Linked DNA regions of Rattus norvegicus: region 2 is linked to region 1. Evidence: chromatin contacts called from public HiChIP or PLAC-seq data. All regions are on one chromosome and are shown on one strand. Each heading gives the region's core, a stretch centred on a gene start, on an enhancer-like site or on the middle of the called end of the contact. The rest is flanking DNA. Distances are from core to core; before and after follow the strand shown.

Region 1 (4,146 bases), core at 854-3,353:
GAATGTGGAAAGATGACGCTAAGGAATGGAGCCAAAGCGGATACTGGGACAACTGGAAAGGCTCCAGCAAGAGGTGGAAAGGTGGACCTGGAGAATTGACTCAGCGGGTAAGAGTACTTAGTGTACTCTTGCATAGGACCTGGGCTGTGCTCTCAACATCTCCATCAGGCAGCTCATAACCACCCATAACTCCAATCCCAGGCAATCAGATGCCCTCTAACCTGCATGCTTGTGGTATACAAAGACTCACTCGGGTACACGTACATACAGATTGTAGCTCCTTTTTAAAAATTTATTATTATTATTATTATTATTATTATTATTATTATTATTATTATTATTATTATTATTTTAAAGACAGGGTTTCTCTGTGTAGCCCTGGCTGTCCTGGAACTCACTCTGTAGACCAGACTGGCCTTGAACTCTGAGACCTTCCTACCTCTGCCTGGGATTAAAGATATACCAATATTTTTTTTTTTAAGGCTCTGAGTAGGGAACCAACAAGGTCAGGTTTGTAGTAGAGAGTGCTTGCCAACTCTATTTTCCTGTCTATAAGAGGGAGGAAAATATATAATAATCCAGGCAAACAGTGCCTAGCACACAGCATTATGCCTTCCATGGTGAGTTCTTGTTTTGTGGTTACAGTTATATTCTGTTATAACTTGCAGTGTGTGTGTGTGTGTGTGTGTGTGTGTGTGTTGTGATTGGGGATCAAACCTATAGTCTTGCACATTCTAGGAAAACATTCATTGAGTTACTACCAGCCCAACCCCACCTCCTCTCCCTTTTTGAGAAAAGAGCTTATTAAAGTACTCAGGCTGTACTTGAACTCACATTACCTCAGGCAGGCCTTGAACAGAACTCCCAGAACTCCTCCTGCCTTAGCCTCCAAGAGCAGCACCAGGCTCTACTAAGCCAAGCCTTGACCCTGCCTGTGCTTCGCGGGGATGTGGTAAAGGCCGGTAAACCACTGAATAACCAATAGTTAAAAAAAAAAAAAAAAAAAAAAAAACCCAAGAAATCTTTGAAAGCCCAGAGAGTGGGGAACATACCAAGTTTTACCAAAAGAGGGCGCATGACATTTCGCAGGAAGGAGGCAGGGACCTGCTAGAAAGAGTGGGCTAGGCTCCCAAGCTTGTAAGATGCCTTAGCTCCTGGGGACTTGCAATAAATAAGGAAGCCAGAGGCACAGACAGTTGTCATCTTAGGCTAGGTGCACAGAAGGTTGCCTTCTCAGGTGGTTGTGTAAGACGCGCAAGGTTTTATACTCAGTCAAACGAACTAGGTAATAATGAAATGGAACTTCCTAAAATTAGCTCATGCCTCCGCCTCTGCCAGTCCTGAGGGGTTTAGCTCCGGCTGTTTTTGTTGTTGTTTTTCAAGAACCGAAGATCAATACAGGGCTTCATGCTCACTGAACAGGTGCCACGCCCTCTGAACTACACTCCCACCCTAATTTTTGGATGTTTTTCACGAGGAACAAAAAGAAAAGGAAAGAAAAGAAGAGAAAAGAAAAAAGAAAACGCCACCTTTTCCTGGGCCTCTAGTATATTATGGAAGTCAGCGGGTTGCACGCATATAGGATAGCTTATTATAAGCTTGCATCCTGGTTCCAGATTTTACAAGTGTTCATTCAGGGTCCATCATAGGAGTGAGAAACCACTATGAGCCCCTATGGCAGAACAGGTAAGCAGGTTGTCAGGTCAAACAGATGCCTTTAGGAAAGGGACAAGGCAGGGAAGGGAGGGTTAAAGGAGACAGGGAATGAACCAGGGAAAAGCAAGAGTAGGTCAAACGAAGTGCTTAGCGGGGCTCTGGGGAAGAAGGGGTTAACCCAGGACTCGCCCCTAAGAGGTCTATGGTAGTTGGCGACAGGAGGCGGGACTTTAGCATAACCCAGGAAAACAACAGGCCGTCTCCAGCACCTTCACGGTTAAGGGGGTGGGCCCCGAGGAGAGCCACGTGTCGAAGCGCAAGGCTATTGGCTCTCCTGGAGTTGTTTGTGCGCGACCATTGGCGACGTCGAGGCGCCGGGACAAGCCGATTGGCTAGACGTTGGAGGCACCGCCAGGGCAAGGGTAGGGAGGAGGCGGCCGAAGCTGGTCTCCCGGCTGTGCTTGGCCGTGCGGAGGGCCGGTGCCAGCACCTCCAGCTCCGGGACAGCAGCGGGAGCCAAGCCCGAGCCGCAGGCGTCGTCGCCATGCGCTGGTTCCGGGCGCTGTTGAAGAATGCGTCCCTGGCAGGGGCGCCCAAGTACATCGAGCACTTCAGCAAGTTCTCCCCGTCCCCGCTGTCCATGAAGCAGTTTCTAGACTTCGGTACGGAGTCGGCGTAGGCGGGCACCGGGGACGGTGGGCGCGGGGAAGGAGACCCTGGCAATGAGAGGTTAACGTCCGAGGAAGAGGTCCTGGGTGACAGGAGGGTTGGCTTGGAAGAGTATGGACAGGAATGGGTAAACAGCCAGGCAAGCTTGGCTGCCCACAAAGAGTTAAGAGTGCCCCTTCACAGTTAACTAAGAATGGGGGCGCGGAGAAAGCGTTGCGAAGGATCGTGGAGAGTAAGAGGCAGTGAAGGTATAGGACCGCATGAGAGAGTTAGTGGGGGATCTCGGCCACTGAGAGTGGGCGGCCAGGAGTAAACAGGGGACATGGTGCTGGGAATGCTAAAGAGATTCAGTCATCCGGAAGACCTGTGCTGTGCACGAAGGGTGGGGTACTTTTGAACAGAGCAAGGGAGAAATGCCTAGGCTGGCGGGAAGGGGGCTCCTTGAGTAGGAGGTGCTAACAAGAGGAGCTCCCCAACTGGTGATCCTCCACCCACTGCAGCTGCCCACTGGGCAAGGACACTTGAAGATCAAATCTGTTCTGCCCTGGCAGCAGTTCCTAACTGGGCAAAGCCCAACTTACCATGAGGTAGTCAGGTGGCTTGCACCCTCCCGTGGCTATCCCTGCGTTTCTGAAGATCACCCACTCTGTTCTGAGGGTTGAGGTGGCTTTGGGGTTGTGCCAAGTGGTGGATAGAGACATTGTGTGGCCCTGTCTGTCTACATGGCATTCCCATGGTGCCAGCTGGGGATCAGGAGTGGGCCCAGGTCTTTCAAGAGTTGGCTGTGTCACAGGCAGGAGGACAGGGAAATGGCAGGCAAAACTTGGGCACCTGTTTTCCAGGATGGGCCTTTGTGTCTCCCTGTTCAGTTAGCGTTGTGAGCGTTGCTTGTGTAGGATATCCTCTAGGGCCCACTCCAGGACCCAGAAAAGTGCCACAGCTAGAAGGGGCTTGCAGTAGTCTGATCCGCCTGTATGGGAAAAACTGATGATGACACACAGTAAGTCTCAGAAGTAAGGCCTTGTTTTGGTCCTAGGTCTCCCGTCTCTAGACTGACACTACTCATTCCTCTACTGCCTATTAATCTTGACCCTGGACCAAGGTCCCCATTTGCCTCACAGATGGTCATTAACATAGCCAATTCTATGTTGGCATTCATCTGTTTCCTCAGATGGCCTGCTTTAGGGTTGATACTGAATTCCTACAGTCTTGGGAACCTAGTCCTAGCACCCCAAGGAGAGGAGGCTTTCGTAGGTACCTCTGCGCCCTGGGCCAGTCCCCTAGGATGAGTGCCTACCCAGAGAGATGGGAAGTGGGGTGAATTGGGCCAGAACAGTTCCGAGTGAACCCCAGGAACATCTTGTTTCCCTGGTTAAAAACAAACAGGGTTTTAATTGAGGGTCAGCGAGTGATACATTTTGTTCCTTAAGTGGCATCCGGGTGGTAGGATGTCTGGAGAAGAAGGCTCAAGCCCTGCGGTGCTAGGAGGCTGCCTTGCTGTGTGCCACAGATAGGTCACATGGTCATTTCCCCCTGCCCAGTCTCCACCTGTACGACTGTTCCCATGGTTTGCAGCCATTGATTGACCCCTTTGCCATCCTCAGGATCCAGCAATGCCTGCGAGAAAACTTCATTCACCTTCCTCCGGCAGGAGCTGCCCGTGCGCCTGGCCAACATCATGAAAGAGATCAACCTGCTTCCTGACCGGGTGCTGAGCACCCCCTCAGTGCAACTGGTGCAGAGCTGGTGAGGCCCCTCACATACCACCACCCCTCCATCCTCACCATGTTCCTCCTCCGTTCTTGTGTCAGAAGCTAGGAC
Region 2 (4,146 bases), core at 770-3,269, 270 kb before region 1:
ATGCTTTCCTATCTTACAAATAGTAAATCAGGAAAGACTTTCTGAAGATAGAAAAGAAATCAGAGTGTTGGACGATGAGTCCAGCCTAGGCTGACCTAGAACCATGTAGTTGAACACCTTAAACTGAATCACCTGCCTCCTGCTTTAAGGACTGGGAGTATAGATGTGTGTCACCACAACCAACTTAAAATGGTGTCCTTCAAATATAAGAGGCTGTTATCACTAGCAAGGGAGTTAGAACATTTCCAGAGTAACCCCGGGAACACATCTGTAAGTGTAAAAGAACAGTGATAACATGGAATTAAACACAGGAGCGTTAAAATAATACAAAAGAAAATATCTAAGCCATTTTCAAGCAAGTTTTTAATGTGCAAATCAATGCAAATAGATTGTTAAAAGGTATTTATACTGAGAACTAAAAGCAAGGGGTTGGGGATTTAGCTCAGAGCGCCTGCCTAGCAAGTGCAAGGCCCTGGGTTCAGTCCTCAGCTTGGGGGGAGGGGAGGAGGTAAAAGCAAAATACTGCATGCAACAGGCATCAACAATGGCTTAAGCTATCCTCCCTCTTCCTCCTAAGGAGTGTGGGCTAAGCCGTCCGGAACTTTTAACTCTGAAGAGTCCTCTGTTTAGCATATGAATCAGGTTTGTATTCAGTTCCCAAAGCTTCTCTCCAGGTTAGCCAGCCTCAGATTGAAATTCTGATAGGGGTCTGTGGTGACTTAGTGGATAAAAGCACTTGATCTGTCAACAAGCCTGGTGACCTGAGTTTGATCCCTGAGATCCCATGAAGGTGGAAGTTAGGAATCTACTCTCCAAAGTTGTCCTCTGAGCATTCACTGGTCATGACACACACACAGACAAATAAATCTGGAACCAGAATCCTATCTTGGTAACTAAGGTTGTCTTGATCCCAGCAAGTCACTCTTGGTCCACCTTGGTTCTCTCAAGTCCCCTGATGTTAATTAACTTCAAGGCCTGTAACCACTTAACAGACCTCTCTTTTTCGAGACAGGATCTAGCCGGGAACTCGCTGTGTTGACCAGGTTGGCCTTAAGGTCAAGATTTGGTTCTGCCGGCTTCACAAAGCATGTACCACCCTGCCTGGTTCCAAGCTTTTCGTACAGCTCTTCTTTCACTCTTAATTTCTCCTTCTTAAGCCCTTTTATTATTACTTAAATACCCACTCCCTTTCCAGTGCCTTTCAAAATACTATTTCTCTCTCCACCCAATTCTTGGCTCCTGCATTTGTACTACAGAGGTTACAAGGGCTGAATGGGGACAGCACCCTCATATTCAGATCACGCCCTGGGCCCCTCTCCGGGCCACCCGAAGCTCTCAAACCAGAGTACTGATAAGTCGGGGGCGTTTCACAGCAGAGCTAAATTGGGAATTCTTTGGAGCTACGGCATTCGGAGAATGGCTCTGCACCATCCTGTAACATGGACGTAACTTACTAGCTGTTCTCTTAATATAAGGACAATGTGTCCCCTACTGCACTTCCAGACTGATATAACCCTGTCAATCCTTTATTCAAGCCCCATTCACACCACTCCGGAACACAGAGTAGCTCTTACAACAGTTCCTTGTGCAAAAATATCTCTAGCCAGCTCTAAGTTCACATGATAAACGGAAACGACTTTTGACCGACTAGGAAATGAAAGGGTTAAAGCTCGACAACCTGATGGATTCTGGGGTTTTCCTCCTTCCACGCTGCAAATTAAAACGACCAGGAAGGGAGTTTGCCCAACGTAAAGATGAAAACGATTACCTTCAACTGCCAGACTTCTGCCCCAAACAATCATGGCTACCTAATTCCACAACGGATGCCGCATTCCTATCTAGAAATGTCTAGTCCAAGGTTTCACAATTGGTGTCGTCTCCTGCCCAATTCCAAAATGGCGCTGACTAGCCTCAGTACAAGTTTCGAACTTCCTTGTATTCTCACTGGCTTAAAGGTCAGGTGACGCAAGCCTCAGCCGGAAGTGAAGGAAAAGGCGCTTCCAGCCCGCGGCGCCTGCGCAGAAGGCTCTAGACGCTGAGAGGCAGGAGGCACTTGGGATCGTCCGCAGCGTTTGGAACTGTTACAGAGGCCGCCACGGAGCCCGCCGGAGCCCCCGTTCCTGCTGGTGCTGCCGCCGCCCGAATCGGGACCGTCGGGCTGCAGCCGCCGGCAATGCCGCGAAGGAAGGTGAGAAATGGCAGAGAAGGGATGGCGGGCTTCTAAGGGGAGTCGATTGAGCAATGTGACGCGGTTGGCCACGCCTCGCAGTGGTTGGGTTCCAACTTTCTGTTCCCTCGAACCTAGCCTAGCCAACCTGTCTCCTCTCGGTACCAGACGGAAAAATGTGGGCCCGACCCTGGCCTCGGCCTATGCCTGTAACTATTCCCGCCCTCTGCTTTCCCTGATCGGAGGCGGTCTTGTTAATTGGTCGCGGAAACGCCTAGAAGCATATTGATTGGATGGTGACGCCGCCTGTTTGGGCCCAACGGTCACCTCCCCGCGTGCGTGGGCGGTGTCTGTGTCTGGCTCCGGTACTCTCCGACTGGCTGTGGCGAATGCTCTCTCTTCTCTTTATTGGCCCAGCTTCGCAGTCTGTTCTTGTGGCGGGTGCGGCTTAGCAAGGCCTGGATTGGGTCGACCGACGCCCCGCCCTTCCGGATAGAGATGGCGATAGGTGTAAAGGCGAGTTGGGAAGACTACTTTTCTTTCCAGGTGGGGGGTGCAACAAAGCAGAGGATGGGTGATTAGCCAGCGCCCATCCCCAAGGGATAGCTCGCAGGCCTGTTGCATCTCAGACAACGTCTTCCACGTATTTGTTCAGTTTGACATTTCCTGGTCAGTAAACGTTTGGTGAACTGGATGACATTTGTCCCATATGTTTAGTTGTAAAATGCAGAGAGCAGTGCTACATGCTAGTTGCTAGAGATTCGAAGATTATATGTGATGACTGGTTTAAAGGGTTTTCGCCGTTCAGTGGAGAACACAGAGAAGTAACCATAGAAAGCGCAGTACAGTCTCTGCTTGAAATTGTATACACTGTAAGCAGTTTGGGAAATAAAAGTAAAGAGCCGACTTTCAGGGTTGAGCAAGGCAGAATTGATAGGAGGTAATGGACAGGTATCTAGGCCTTTGGCTGAGAGTACCTTAAAGTTAGCCTTTTAGTGACATTCTGTGGCTCTGGTGCCTCTACTTGTGGTCAGATTTTGAATGAAATAGTTGGATGGATAGATGGTTGGTATTCGTATTTCTGCAGAGCTCACTCTTCGTGGAAGTTTTCCAAGTTAAATATTTACATTAATGTCTCTTACAATGACCAGAGTTGACAGGTAGTGTTTATTTATATTGAGGCACACCAAATGCAGGAGACATACTGGTATGTTGGAACGGTCTAGTCTCCTTTTCCAAGTTTCCAAATGTCAACATGGAAAATGGAAATACTTACTGGATGTTAATGGACAAGCCTTTAGTTCCAACACTTGGGAGGTGGATCTCTGTAGTTTGGGGTACATATGGTCTATGTCCTGGGAGGTCCTGTCTCAAAAAGAAGAAAACAAATGTAAGTTCTTGCTGGATGTAGTGGTACAGATCTGTAGTCCTGGCCCCCTAGAGGCTGGGGGTGGGGGCTCATCATGAGCTTAAGGCAAACCTAGGCTATATAATAAATTCCAGACCAGCCTGAGCTAAATAGCAAGATCCTATCTCAAAAATAACAACAAAAACAAAATGTAACTATGTTAGTAACTTGTTGGATGCAAATCTTTCCTAAACTAGCCTTAGGTTATTTAGGTTTTTTATGTCTCATGTTAGTGTGACATTAAATTTCTGTTTGCTGTAGAAATATTAATTAATGTTTTTAGTGTGGGGCGTTACTCACCGGTTGTGTTCTTTGTAAGAATCTAGTAACTCCCAAACATACTTGGCCCGAGGCAACTTATTCTTTAAAGAGTAAAGGGTTGGGACCTGGAGCTAGGCTGTAGCTCAGTGGGCGTGGTTAGTGCTACGAAGCCCTGACTTCAGTCCTTAGTGCATCCATCCCACTCCTGTCCTCTGCCAAGAATATTAGGACTGAGGTTGAGGGGTTGTGATTGCAGCAAATATTCTTTTTCTGGCGTAGAAAAGGATAAGTGTAAGTGCTTAATTGATAC

The links. HiChIP or PLAC-seq counts read pairs in DNA pulled down with a chosen protein or histone mark.
Region 2: an H3K27ac HiChIP or PLAC-seq map of oligodendrocytes shows a contact between it and region 1, with 6 times the contacts expected there. The contact joins the promoter of Kat7 here to the promoter of Pdk2 in region 1. A contact is called at or near these places in 1 of 12 Hi-C or Micro-C datasets (frontal cortex) and 1 of 1 datasets of contacts at active chromatin or transcription factors (oligodendrocytes).

The regions. Positions count from the first base shown.
Region 1 is chr10:80,481,869-80,486,014 of GRCr8, reverse strand. It overlaps Pdk2 (pyruvate dehydrogenase kinase 2), which reads left to right and starts at 2,103. Exons shown (of 11, transcript NM_030872.2): 1 at 2,103-2,318; 2 at 3,930-4,071. The coding sequence starts at 2,201. It overlaps LOC120095177 (a long non-coding RNA gene), which reads right to left and starts at 3,934. Exons shown (of 2, transcript XR_005490425.2): 1 at 3,623-3,934; 2 at 2,140-3,309.
Region 2 is chr10:80,750,260-80,754,405 of GRCr8, reverse strand. It overlaps Kat7 (lysine acetyltransferase 7), which reads left to right and starts at 2,019. Exons shown (of 15, transcript NM_001415103.1): 1 at 2,019-2,188. The coding sequence starts at 2,174. LOC102546598 (a long non-coding RNA gene) reads right to left here and starts at 1,909. Exons shown (of 3, transcript XR_001840387.3): 1 at 1,769-1,909.